Linked DNA regions of Capsicum annuum: region 1 is linked to region 2. A link is a contact called in public Hi-C data. All regions are on one chromosome and are shown on one strand. The core of a region is the stretch at or near the end of the contact, and the rest is flanking DNA. Distances in the headings are between cores, read along the strand shown.

Region 1 (7,083 bases), core at 756-3,255, 530 kb after region 2:
CCATGTCTTATGAATGAATTTTTAAGAGTGATTGTTATGACTCTTTCTATGAATTGGCATGCTATATATAAACATGTGTGTGTATCTTCGTATATGCCTATACTAACATAAATGTGATTTCATATGATGGTTTGACTTGGATTGAACAAATGCGCTATTTTATCATCATCCTTGAGATACATGCTGGCGCTCCAACCGCTAACCGTCTCCTGACGCTATATCCCCACGCGATATAGGGGTCGTAGCTTCTTCTTCCTCTTCTACGCAGTGACCAGGTGTTTGAGCGGTTCGAGCATTGACATTGAAGTAGTGAGCTTTCATTCTCTGGAGGGCACACATTTCATAGTCTTTTACTTTAAGTCATAGACTTAGTATTTGGCTATTGTCGGGGGTATGTCCCGATATATTATTGACATCAGTTTGTTAGAGGCTTTGTGGATGACTGTGAACTTGAATATATTTAATGAAATGTTAGATATTGTCTAAGTATTGACTATGAGATTTATTTTTCGCTACTTTGATATTTGGTCGGAGTTTATCCAACACTTATGAATTAATAAATGGTTAGGTTGGGTTGATGGGGTGATCTCCAATCCAATGAAATGCCCCTCTGAACTTCTCGAGTTTTATTCATGGTACACCTGAACGTTTACTAGTTCTAAGTACCCCTGCCCCCCGAACTTATTCTTTTAGTACGTCGCGTGGCCCCTTTTTGCTGAAAGTCCACTTCGTGTAATACACGCGCGGATATGTAGAAAAAAACACTAATGTGGCTGTCCACATTGTTAAATACCATCCACTTCCCTTATTTTTATCTTATATTAAGCCTCTTATATCTTTATTATCCGATTTCTCTCTAAAAAAAATTATATTTTTCAGTTTTTCTCTACTCCAAAATATTAATGATGAATTTTCGTCAATCAAGTAAGCTATTATCTAAAAATTTATATTTCTTGGTGTGTTAAAAATATGAAATTATTTTTTTCCGGTTAGTGTTTCATAGTAGTTTCTGATTAGTGTTTCAATTAGGATTTTGAGGAGACTCACATGCACAAATACGTTTTTTAGTATAATTAACGGAATAAAAAATTACAATTTAAGTTAGGAACGTACAAAAATCAAACCAATAAAAATGTTATTGATTTATCATTATAGGATTAACGATTTTTTAATGATTTTATAAGAAAAATTATTAGGTTATTGATTCGATTTTGATTTTTTTACTGGGTTATTGTATAAACTGATAACCCAATAAGTTTATGTTAAATTATTATTCTACATTATATATATATATATATATATATATATATATAAAAGTAGAATTTTGGTTAACTAAGATTCGATTTCTTTTCATGTTAGTTACTACTTTTTTTATTTTATGAGTATTTTCTTATCAGTTAAATCGAAAATCAAATTGTTAGGGACTAAAAATCAATAATCAATATAACTACATTCTCTTTATTGTAAGTATTGTATTAGTTTCTTTAGTATTTGTTTTGTTATTATCTTTTAAAATATTTGCTTCGATATTTAGTATATTTCTTTAGTTACAATAACTCATATGATATATATAATTAAGATTTAAAAATTGAAGTAGTTTCATAAAAATGAAAACTGAAGTTTTAGATTGAATTAATAAACGGGTGAATTTTTTTTTTAGAGTAATAAACAAATTTTTTACAAAATTAATTAACGGATGAGAATTTTATTTCATAAACTAATTAAGAGATAAACATGAGTTTATAAAATTAATAAATTGATAAATTTTTTTTTTTTTAAGATTGAAAGTAATGAAGGAAGAGGGATAATAAATATTGAGAGAGATAATTGAATTTTTTGAAAAAAAAAATCATTTTTTTAATCATTAAAAAGACTAATTTGACTTAAAAATTACTTCATCACGTGCGTAATAGAGTGTAAAACCTAAACATTTTACTACATCAGCAAAAAGGGTCGTGCGATATACTTAAAGAATAAGTTCAGGGGTATTTAAGATAAATCAAACTTCAGATCTATCATAAATAAAACTAGAGAAGTTCGGGTAATACATACTTCAAAAATTAAAAAAATGGCGTAGGAAAAGGTGTGGAGCGAGAAGGAAGGAACCGAAAATAGAAATCATACAGAGAAAAAAGATTGAAAAACAGAAAGAAAAAGGGAAAGAAAGAATAACTTGGTATAGAAGCCATTGAAGCTCAAGGGCCTCTTCTTCTTCTTTCTTTCTTCTTTGTTGAATATATGTACAGAAAGTGAAACATTTAGAGAGAAAGAGAGAGGAGAGGAGAGGCTTCTTGGCTTTCTGGTTAGCTGTGGAGACAGATAACCAAAAGCCATGTCAGATTCAAGCAGTGATTCCGTTTCGCTCGACGTTGAGACAATCTATCTTGGTGGAAAGGTTCTATTTTTCTCTCTATATGTGTTTGTATGGAGACAGATCAATATTTTGAAAAATACCTTTATGTACTGACCGAAAGCATTTTGTTTGATTGAACGGAAATAGAAATTGGCGTTTATTGGAAATTTCTTATGAAGGAGAAAACCACTGGATCTCCCTCTACTTTTTACGTTAGTTGGCTTTTTTCAACTGTTCGAGTCCCTGCCCCTCTATCTTTACTCTTACACATGTAATAGTTACTATCTCTTTCATCTATAGACTATAATTAATTGCAGATCCGTGGGTTATTCCTTGAAAATTTAAATATTTACTCCCTCCGTTCCAAATTTCCTAATTTGACTTTATCTTTTTTCATTAATCAATAACAACAACAACAACAACAACAACAAACCCAGTGTATTCCCACTTAGTGGGGTCTGGGGGGTAAGATGTACGCAGTCTATACCTCTACCTCTGATGAAGTAGAAAGGCTGTTTCCGAAAGACCCCCGGCTCAAGGCACAAGATATCACACAAACACATAGTAAAGCACAGAAGCAGATGACATAACATAAATACGGCACCCATAAGGAATATAAAACAGAGGAAAGCAGAGGAAAGCACACAGATTCGTAATAAGCATGGAATACTGAATACGGAATCATAACGGGAATAAAAAATAAAAAACCCCCACCAAGTAATTCCCTACACTAGCGACCCAATCTGGCCCTACTCTCCTGCCGTAATTCGCGTCTTCCAGACCTTCCTATCTAGGGTCATGTCCTCGGTGAGCTGTAACTGTTCCATGTCCCGCCTAATCACCTCACCCCAGTACTTTTTCGGTCTACCCCTACCCCGCCTAAAACCATCCAACGCTAGCCTCTCACACCTACGGACCGGGGCATCCATGCCCCTCCTCTTCACGTGTCCGAACCATCTCAATCGTGCTTCCCGCATCTTACCCTCCACTGAAGTCACACCAACCTTCTCCCGGATAGTCTCATTCCGAACTCTATCCCCTCGAGTCAGTCCACACATCCAGCGCAACATCCGCATTTCTGCCACCTTCATTTTTCGGATGTGGGAGTTCTTAACTGGCCAACACTCCGCTCCATACAGCAAGGCCGGACGGACTACCACCCTATAGAATTTGCCTTTAAGCTTGGGCGGCACCTTCTTATCACACAGCACCCCCGACGCGAGTTTCCACTTCATCCATCCCGCCCCAATACGGTGCGAGACATCCTCGTCAATCTCACCGTTACTCTGAATCACGGACCCGAGATACTTGAACTTATCCCTCTTACATACCTCCTGTGCTTCCAGCTTCACTACTACCTCGTTCTCCCGCCTCACGTCATTAAACTTACATTCCACATACTCTGTCTTGCTTCTGCTCACCCTGAACCCTTTAGACTCAAGAGTTTGCCTCCACATCTCTAATTTGTCATTTACACCCCCTCGAGTCTCATCTATCAGAACTACATCGTCTGCAAAGAGCATACACCACGGCACCTCCCCTTGAATACGCCGCGTCAACACATCCATTACTAACGCAAACAAAAAGGGACTAAGAGTAGATCCCTGATGCAATCCTGTCCAAAAAAAAAAATTCATGGTCTTTTCTTTAAATTAAAATGTAAGCATTATTTAATAGGGGTACTATATTAAATTAGCCATGTCATTGATTAATTTTTTTAATTAATGTGTCATCTCAATTTGGGATGGATAATTTGAGACGGAGGGAGTATTTGACAAGAGAAGCGCTTGAATTATCCCAATTTTCTTTTCCATTAGTCCTGACATTTATTTCTTTGAAGGCCATCAATACAACACTTTCTGGATTATGGGGGTTCAAAATCTCTTAGGATATTCGCCCATATCCTCCTTGTTGTCTTAAATGTTAAACTCATCCTACACTTGCAAAATGGCATCTTATTTGGATTGCTAAGCCATATTTATTGGGTATCCCTGTGCACTGCACTAAAGCTCCCATTGTGCACGGTGTCTTGGAAGTGGCCGGACCCCAAGGGTCTATTACTCAACCATATTTAAGCCATATTTATTATTAGTAGTATAAATTTCATTGTCCTATCTAGGAGGAAAATTAGGTGATTATTGTCCTATCTAGGAGGAAAATTAGGTGATCTTGTGTGATGTTGATGAGGCAAACACATTCTTTTCAGAATTTTATTTGAGTTGCCTGTTGGATTTTAGGCTGAACTAGTTTTAGAGAAACAACAAGTTGGGAAAGCACTTCTTCCCAATCCAGGATTGACACTAGAAGAAGAGTTAGCATTATTGACATATTAATGATAACCACTAAAATACCTTCCTCGTTGGTGCTTTGTTCACTAAGAAAATGCTGATGCGATGGAAAACCATCCCACTAGTATTTGTCTCCTTCCTCCCCAGCCCAATTTTGATTTTATTTTACCCTTTATCTAATTATTCAGAAGATTTCTTGTTTGACATCTCATTTCGTGGACACAAGTTAGTTTACTATTTGCATTTATATTTTACTTGAACGGTTATTCTGTTTTATATATTATACTGGTTAGCAGAATTTCCATCGATGATATATTTTGAGGTATGGAGTGGCTGACAAGGTTGTTAACATCATCTTTAGGACGGCAAAGATGTCGGAAGCTTGGAGATGGAGTGCGGTGATTCCTTTATATATGAACAAAGGGTACATTCAATGTTGCAACAACCATAAGGATATCAAGTTGTTGAGTCACACTATGAAGGTTTGGGAAAGAGTGGTAGGTTGAGGAGGATCGTGACTATTTCCGAAAATCAGTTTGCTTTTATGTCAGGTTGTTGGACTCATAAAGACATTTATCTTGTAAGGAGATTAGTGGAGCAATATAGGAAGAGGAAGAAAGACTTGCACATGGTGTTCATCGATCTTGAAAAGGCGTATGATAAAGTCCCAAGAGAGATGCTTGGAGGTTAGAGGTGTGCTTGTGGCATACACTATGTTGATTCAGGACATGTACGACGGAGCAAAGACTCGTGTAAGAATGGTAGGAAGAGATTCAGAGCACCTTCTTGTTTTGATTGGGTTGCATCAGGGATCGACTTTTAGTCCGTTTTATTTGCCTTGGTGATGGATGTATTGACACAACATATTTAAGGGGAGGTTCCTTGGTGTATGTTATTTGCTGATGATGTAGTGCTTACTGACGAGACTCGGGGAGGAGTTAATGATAAGTTGAAGGTTTAGAGACAGACCCCAAAGTCTAAAGGGTTTAGGCTGAGCAGGACCAGGACCAAGATAGAGTAGTTGGAGTGTAAGTTCAGTGATTTGACGCATGAGGCTGACATGATAGTGAAGCTGGATTCACAAGTCATTTGAAAGAGAAATAGTTTCAAGGCACAAGTCATTTGAAAGAGAAATAGTTTCAAGTATGTTAAATCTATGATTTCGGGTAATGGAGAGATTGCCGAGGATGTCATGCACCGTAGGGAGGTTGAAATGGAGGCTTGCATCGAAAGTTTTGTGTGATAAGAAGGTGCCTCCTAAGCTTTCTACAGAGTGACAATTCAACTGGTTATATTGTATGAAGTGGAGTGTTGACCAATTAAAAACTCCCACATCCAAAAGTTGAAAGTGGCAGAGATGCGGATATTGAGATGGATATGCAGACTTACTAGGATGGATAGGGTTAGAAATGAGATTATTCGAGAGACGGTGGGAGTGGCTTCGATGGAAGATAAGATAAGGGAAGTGAGGTTGAGATGGTTTGGACACGTGATGAGGCGGTGCACCGATGCTCCAGTACGAAGGTGTGAGAGGTTCGCTATGGATGGTTTCAAACGGGGTAAAGGTAGTTCAAAAAAATATTGAAGGAAAGTGATTAAACATGACATGGAGCAGCTACAGCTGCCAGAGGACATGACCATTGATAGAAAGGCGTGGAGGACGCGGATTAAGGTAGAGGATTAGTGGGTAGGAGTGCGTCCTTACGAGTAAGGAGTGCTTTGTTTGTCGATGTACCTTTAGTCATAGTGTCAATGTACCTATAGTCATAGTGTTATACACATGTCTTGTAGTTTCTTGTTCGTGGTGTTTTGGTGATGTTTGTGATTTTGGATAGATAGTAATAGTATTTTTTGTTTTTGAAACTAGATGGTTCATAGTATTGCTCTGTGGGTGTCTTGTTTCTTTTATTATCTAGTGGTGTGCTACCCTATTTTATTGTTTATTTTTATGTTTTCTGGTTGTTATACTATTATTTGTCCTGAACCGGGGGTCTATCGGAAACAGCCTCTCTACTTCATCTGAGGTAGTGGTATGGACGGCGTACACTTTACCCTCCCCAGACCACTCTTTGTGGGAATACACTGGGTATGTTGTTGTTGTTGATATATTTTGAGGGATGAGATACTTTTTACATGATGTAGCTCCTATCTCCTGGTCAATTAACATGAAGCAAGTGACCTTTTTGCAGGAGCATGTTGTACGTACTGGCTACGGTTCTGTGTCAGTTATAGTATATGGGGACCAAGAGAAGCCGGCACTAATCACTTATCCTGATCTAGCACTAAATTGTTAGTCATAGATTTGTATCTTTTCATGTATCCCTTTTCTTGGGATTTTCTATTAATGTACTCAAACATCGCCTGTATTGTCTTATGTTAAATGTTAACTTCCATTTTTAAGCTATATTTTATCATTTATTCTTGCAGATATGTCATGTTTCC
Region 2 (6,762 bases), core at 2,345-4,844:
TTTGTTAGATATGCATCTGGGGTGAAATGATACAGACTTTGGTACCCTGAGCCCTAGTAACTAAAATTTATAATTAGTAGAGATGTAACCTTTGATAAATCCTCTATGTTAAATTTCAAAAAAGATTTTTCTAGTTCTTGTACAAAGAACACAGAGCATGATTTATATGGACAGGTGGAGGTTGAGCTTCTCATACCTTTTGAGCCAAGCTTATCAACTGTGGAAAAAATACAATTGAAACTCAAGAAGTTGAGCCAGAAGTTGTGGCTCCTGAAGTTGAACCAAATGAGTATTCCATTGCAACACATAGATCAACAAGACAAATTCACAAACTAGAAAGGTATGGAGATTATATTGCATTTGTTTTTTTAGTTGCACAGGAAACTAAAGAGATTGGAGAACCATCAAACTATTTAAAAGCAGTTTCTGGTCCTAAGTCAGCCAAGTGATTGATTGTAATGAATAAAGAAATTGAATCTCTCTATAGGAATGGTACTTGGTCTCTTGTGAAGCCACCATCTTAAATCAGAATCATTGGTTGCAAATAGGTTTTCAAGAAAAAAAAATGAAATTTCAGGGTTTGAAGATGCAAGATATAATTCTCGATTAGTTGCAAAGGGCTATAGTCAGATATAAGAAGTTGATTTTAATGATATTTTCTCACCTATTGTTAAACATAACCCTATTAGTGTCTTGCTTGCTTTAGTTGCCATATATGATTTGAACTTAGAACAAATTGATGTTAAGATAAATTTCTTGGCGAACTTGAGGAACAAATATTCATGCACCAATCTGAAGGATTTGAAATTAAAGGAAATAAAGATCATGATTTCTTGTTAAAGAAATCTTTGCACAAATTAAAACAGTCTGCAAGACAATGGTATAAGAGGTTTGATTCCTTTATGTTAGGTCATGGTTATTCAAGAAGCATGTATGATAGTTGTGTTTACTTTCGAAAGTTAAATGATGGTTCTTTCATTTACTTACTGTTATATGTTGATGACGTGCTCATTGATGCTAAGGATTTGATAGAAGTTCAAAATTTGAAAGGTTAGCTGAAAAGTGAATTTGAAATGAAAGATTTGGGAGCAACTAAGAAAATCATTTGCATGGAGATCAGAAGCGATCGAAAAGCCAACAAGCTATTCTTGAACTAGAAAATGTACTTGGGAAAGGTCTTGGAGAGGTTTGACATAAAAGATGCTAAACCAGTAAGTACTTTTCTTGCTGCTCATTTTAAGTTATCAGCTACTCAATCACCACAGTCAGAAGGAGAAGAAAGATATATGACACAGGTACCATATTCTAGTGTATAGTTGGTAGTATTATGTATGCAATGGTGTGTACACGTCTAGACATTTCACAACCAGTAAGTGTAGTAAGTTGATATATGACTTATCCTGAAAAATCATATTGACAGGAAGTGAAATGAATTCTCAGATACTTGCGAGATACTTTAAATTTATATTTAGAGTTCAAAAGAAATACTAAATAACTTTGATTGATTTTCTAGACTCAGATTATGCAGGTGATCTTGACAAAATAAGATCATTGACTAGCTATGTATTTTTCTTTGATGGTTCTGCTATAAGCAAGAAAGCTATATTACAACATGTAATAGCTTTATCTACTACCGAAGCAGAATATATGACAATGACCGAAGCGATCAAAGAAGCATTATGGTTGACGGGTCTATTTGCTGAATTCAATCCATATCAAAGTGGTATTATTATTTTCTGTGATAGTCAAAGTGTCATTCACTTGACTAAAGATCAAATGTATCATGAGACAATGAAGAATATTGCTGAAGGAAAGGTCTCTGTTCATAAGATCAATACTAGAGACAATCCTGCTGACATGTTCACAAAGTCTTTTTTGATCAGTAAGTTCAAGCTTTGCTTGAACTTAATTGCCATTTCTGAAGAATGATTTTTCCCACATGGGCTTTTGCAGAGAGGAAACAAATTTATTATATTAACCAAACTCGGGTCAAGGTGGAGATTTGTAATGTGGCCTTTGTTTTTTCTTTGGTTCATACTTGGTAAAAGTCAACCAAAGACTTTTGAAACATTATTTGTTGGTTTTGTCAAACAAGGTTTCTATCAAAGATTTTGTTGTAAATTTCTCTCATTCACATGCAAATGTTGAAATTTACGTCTTCCATTAACATCATGGATGACATCATTAAGACCATTTTCATCTCTATAAATAGGGATCTTCTTTCTCATTCATAATACATCAATTTCAAGAGTTTTCTTTCATTCTCTTGAATTTATTCTCCCTTTTTATTATAGTATTTAGTTAGAGAGTGGGTATTGGGAAACACTTGTGTAATCCCTTCTTTTGGAGTGATCTTGTGAGGTTGTTCTCTTGGAATATTTGGGTTAATTAGAGTGACTACTCTAATTTTGTAACCTCTTTTTATTGTACTCTTATTGATATAATGAATTGTTCCTTTCCGCTCGTTGACGTAGGTCACACTGACCGAACCATGTTAAATTTGCGTCTCCTTTATTTTCTTTAATTACCGTTATTATCAACTTGTTATTGTCATTATGACATTGTTTGGTTAAATTCTGCAATAACCGAATTCTCAATCCTAATAATTTGCTCTTTTTTTCCGTAAACATTGATTTATGTTTAGTGTATAGAATTAGACCTTGTAGGCTTTAACTCAACATTCATGGAGATTAAAAATCTGTTAACTATTTGAGTATATAATTCAAAACCCATTACATATGGAATATTAGATATTCCCACTACTAAGTAACGGGAAAAATTTACATTTCTATTTTAGTATTGATTATGGTGGAACTTCATCACATTTGCATGAACCACCTATCTTTCAGCTTCCTCAAAACTAACCTCAACCCCACCTCCACGCCCTAATTTTCCATTCCTTAAATTTTCTTCATGACGAATGTGATGTTGCAGGGAAAAAGAAAGGAGTTGGGAGGCGGATGCATGTATCATTGAACAGTTAAAAGATCGTTAATCATTTAACGAAGTGTTAAGTTGCCAATAAGATTTTATTTCTTATTTTAAATATGAGGAAATATGAAATGAGGTAATGTTTCGCTAGTTTGTCTCGTTAGTTGTTAATGAAAGAACATCAATGACCACAAGAGGCTTTAAACAAGCCGTTTGAAAAATTAAAATGATGTCAAAATACTCGTTGATATGCAAGAGACAAATTAGTTAACTACTAACCGAGGATGAGGGCAGCAGGCACCCAACCACCAGTTTTAGATCTATCAGCAGGGAGACCCTTGTAGTTTACAGCATCTGCAATTGTCCAAATTATCTTTTCCTCCTGTTAGATGGAAACAAATGGATCCAAATTATTGGACATGAACACTAGAAAAAGAATAATATTGAATCACCTTTGACTAAGATATAAGTAAATATTCTGCATTAATGTGTTTTCAACTCCTACTAACCATTTCTTTCCAACTGTTTCAACACAGTACTGAAAAGAACTCGAAAAACTGAAAAGAAAAGCCTTAGGGAAAATATGTTGTTATTGAACTTCTTCCTAGCTAGCAGTTACACTTGGTTTTGCTTGGGAGTTCTATCCTTTTATAGGCAAAGATTCGTTATCCTAAAGCGACCCCCACTACAAAATTAAAAGACAGATCACTTGCACTGTTTGGTTGGGGTTAGGCCTATCCCATTTTATGATGGAAGGTTCTGGGATCGATTTAATTCATGGTTCTCAAGGTTGATATTTTTAAGAGAAAATGATAGTGTGAATTTTAAGTTGATGTTGATTTGCAATATTGGTGCGGTTGTGGGGGGAGGGGGGAGGGGGAGGGGGAGGGGGAGAGGGGGCGAAGGTGGAAAAATAAGAGAGAATCTGGAACATGCAATACCATTACGCTTGTTTGTTTCCCTCTCACCTGCTTTTTGGTGTATCCAATTGATATACATTGGTTTTGGATGTTGTGAACCACAGCGAGGCCATGCCTCATTCTTGAATCCTAAGTGCTTATGCTACCCCACAAGTGAAGAAAAGCTACCACCTTTTGTTTTCCACCATTGTTTTCTGTATGGACAGAGAATTACATTATAATAATACGCGGAACATATAACTGTGGGGGGTTTTGTGCATATTTGAGTGGAAAATGGAGGAACAAATAAATGAAAAAGTGAAGTAAAAAGTGAAGTGGTTTTGTACTTTAAAACGTAAAGTTTTTTCATATTGGTGGGAGAAAGGAACTTTCTTATGCTTATATTGAGAAATATTTCTTTATGTGGATAGTAAGGCAAGAACAAGACATGCCTCATACCACCGTCGTCGCTCGACTTTGACTTCGGCTTTAGAAAATAATCGAGAGATTATTTTTTTGTAAAAGAATTATTCAAAACTTTAAAATAAGGCGATATGCGAGCGCAAGTCGAGCGCAGGACTTTTTGGTTTGCACCAAATGCCATATGCGGGCGTAGGTCTAATGAAAAATCAGACTATTTCAAAACAGTGCATTGTTTGGTGAACCAGTGCTTTCTTTCTCAAGCAACACCTTTTGGCTATAAATATGAATTTTTTCTCAGTTAAAGGAACGGAATTTAAGTTGAAAAACATCTTCGTCTTCTTTTAAAAACTCTAGTGTGATTGTTGAGTGAGTTCGTTCTTCAGAAAATCTGAGGTACCACTATTTTTTGAAGTGAATTATGTTTTTATTGGGAGGAGATATTCCAATAAACTCAGGTACTTGAGGGGAATAAATTCCTTAAAATACATCATGAATTCATTGGACTTGATTCTATCATTTTCTGTCTTCATCTTACTTTTTTTGAGTTGGTTTTACTGTTTTTTTTTTTTTTTTCAGAAAATAGTAGAAACTTCATTTTTTATAGTTCATACATTATTTGAACTTGTGTTTGAAGTTGTTGAACTTCTTTGTAGTTCATGAAGTTGTTCTTGAACTTATTGTTGAAGTTCATGTTGTTGAATACAGATTTTGTGTCCAAAAAATAACAATAACTTTACAAAAAGTTACTAAAATCACTACAAAAATAGAATCCGGGGCGGAGCTAGGTGGGCAGGAGGGGGGTTTCCTGATACCAAACAAGCTACGGAATGCACCAAAACCAACACAAAACAGTCCATAAATTCAAAGGGAACCCGAGGACCAAAGAGACCAAGCTCGGTTCCAACAACAACCCAACAAGAACAAGATAACAAGGTGTATTAACACCTATTTCAGCGAGCCAACAAACTAAAAAGGAGATAACAAGAAGACAACAACAATAAGACAATAGAAATAAGACAACAAAAACTCACGACTGTACTACCATAAGAACAAACGAGTACAAGAAAGTAAAGATAGGTAACTTGACATACAAATGCATAAATACTATGAACCTAAGTGTGTATCAAACACAAAGGCCTAAGAATGCATACAATATAATACTAAGTTCTTACGGGACCTCAAGGGAATCGGAATTCCCTAGCAACCACCATTTCTAAGCTAGTTACCAACACAAGTGATGTCCACACTTGTCACAAGTGAAATCCACACTTGCAAGACTCTCTCAAGAGCTCTCAAAATATATCATCAAAAGTTATGAAGAAAATACCTAACATGTTCTATTTATAGTCTAGGTTAAGCTTATTACACAAAATGACCAAAAGGACCTTAATGAGCCATTATAAAGGGGCGGCCTTGAGGTGTGCTCTTGGATGGCCTTGGAGTGTTTTGAAGGCCTTCTTGACACTTCAAGGCTTGTTTTCTTGGTGGGGAAGCCCCCGATCTCGAGTCTTAATGTAATGGTCTCCACTCATGTCCTCAAAAACTAAGAGGCTTCTTTGTCCCGTATCATCCTCCCCTTTTTGAAAAAGGATTCGATCTCGAATTTGAACCTTACAAAACAATAAAAGAGACAAAAGGACACATATTCCTCATGGCATGATAGTTAATGTTAGCACAATCAACAATAGCATCAAACCGAGGTTGCACACACATCACATGCAGAAAGGTCTTAGGGAGTAGGATACCCTTCCAATCACAAAAACTCGAACACAAAGTTAGAGAAACAATTTGTCTATCCACATAAGTGTGACAAGAAACAAAAGGGGGTAGGAACTTACCTTTGGAGCAAGGAATTGAGCTTGCTCTTAGCATGGAACTTGGCACAATGCTAGTGCCGAATGTGGTGAATAGAAAGTGCTTGGGTATGACACCAAGTTCTTCCTCTTGAACCCGAGATGCCTCACCTTCACTATTCGGGTACCTCCTCATCAAAAGGTTAAAGTTAGATACCTCTCCTTCTCTGGGCCAAACATCTTCATAAAGAGCCTTCATCATCAACTCACAAGGCACATTAATATCCCCTTGTTCTACCACTAATTCGATTTCACCATCATTGTCATCACCCTCTTGAGGAATTTCCTCACTACCACTATTTAGGGTCACTTTATCCCCTACATAATAAGGATCACCCTCCACCAACATAATGTTTCTTTGATTAGGGCATTCACTAGCCTTGTGACTCCAACCTTAACATTTAAAACAAATAATACCCTTAGGATTAGGAGTAGAAGATGTATTACCTTAAAGCTGTGATGGATACCTTTGGATGGTCCTATCAACGAGTTTTTTTTCAAAGGGTTTATAGGCATCCTTATTGTTATTCTATCCGAAGTTCTTCTTGGCATCATTATTCCTTTCAACCTCAATGGCCGCTATAACAAGATCCTTAATTCAGTCAAACTTATGGACAACTAGTTGAGAAACAATCTTATATCATAATCCACCTTTG

What was found. Hi-C and Micro-C count contacts between places; a contact is called where the count stands out from the background.
Region 1: a Hi-C map of placenta shows a contact between it and region 2, with 5 times the contacts expected there. The contact joins the promoter of LOC107870872 here to the promoter of LOC107870735 in region 2. A contact is called at or near these places in 2 of 5 Hi-C or Micro-C datasets (leaf and placenta).

Annotation. Positions count from the first base shown.
Region 1 is chr5:116,992,018-116,999,100 of UCD10Xv1.1, forward strand. It overlaps LOC107870872 (protein NDL1), which reads left to right and starts at 2,006. Exons shown (of 11, transcript XM_016717556.2): 1 at 2,006-2,395; 2 at 6,831-6,930; 3 at 7,069-7,083. The coding sequence starts at 2,333.
Region 2 is chr5:116,456,929-116,463,690 of UCD10Xv1.1, forward strand. It overlaps LOC107870735 (protein NRT1/ PTR FAMILY 6.2), which reads right to left and starts at 3,595. Exons shown (of 6, transcript XM_016717346.2): 1 at 3,441-3,595; 2 at 3,211-3,313. The coding sequence starts at 3,443.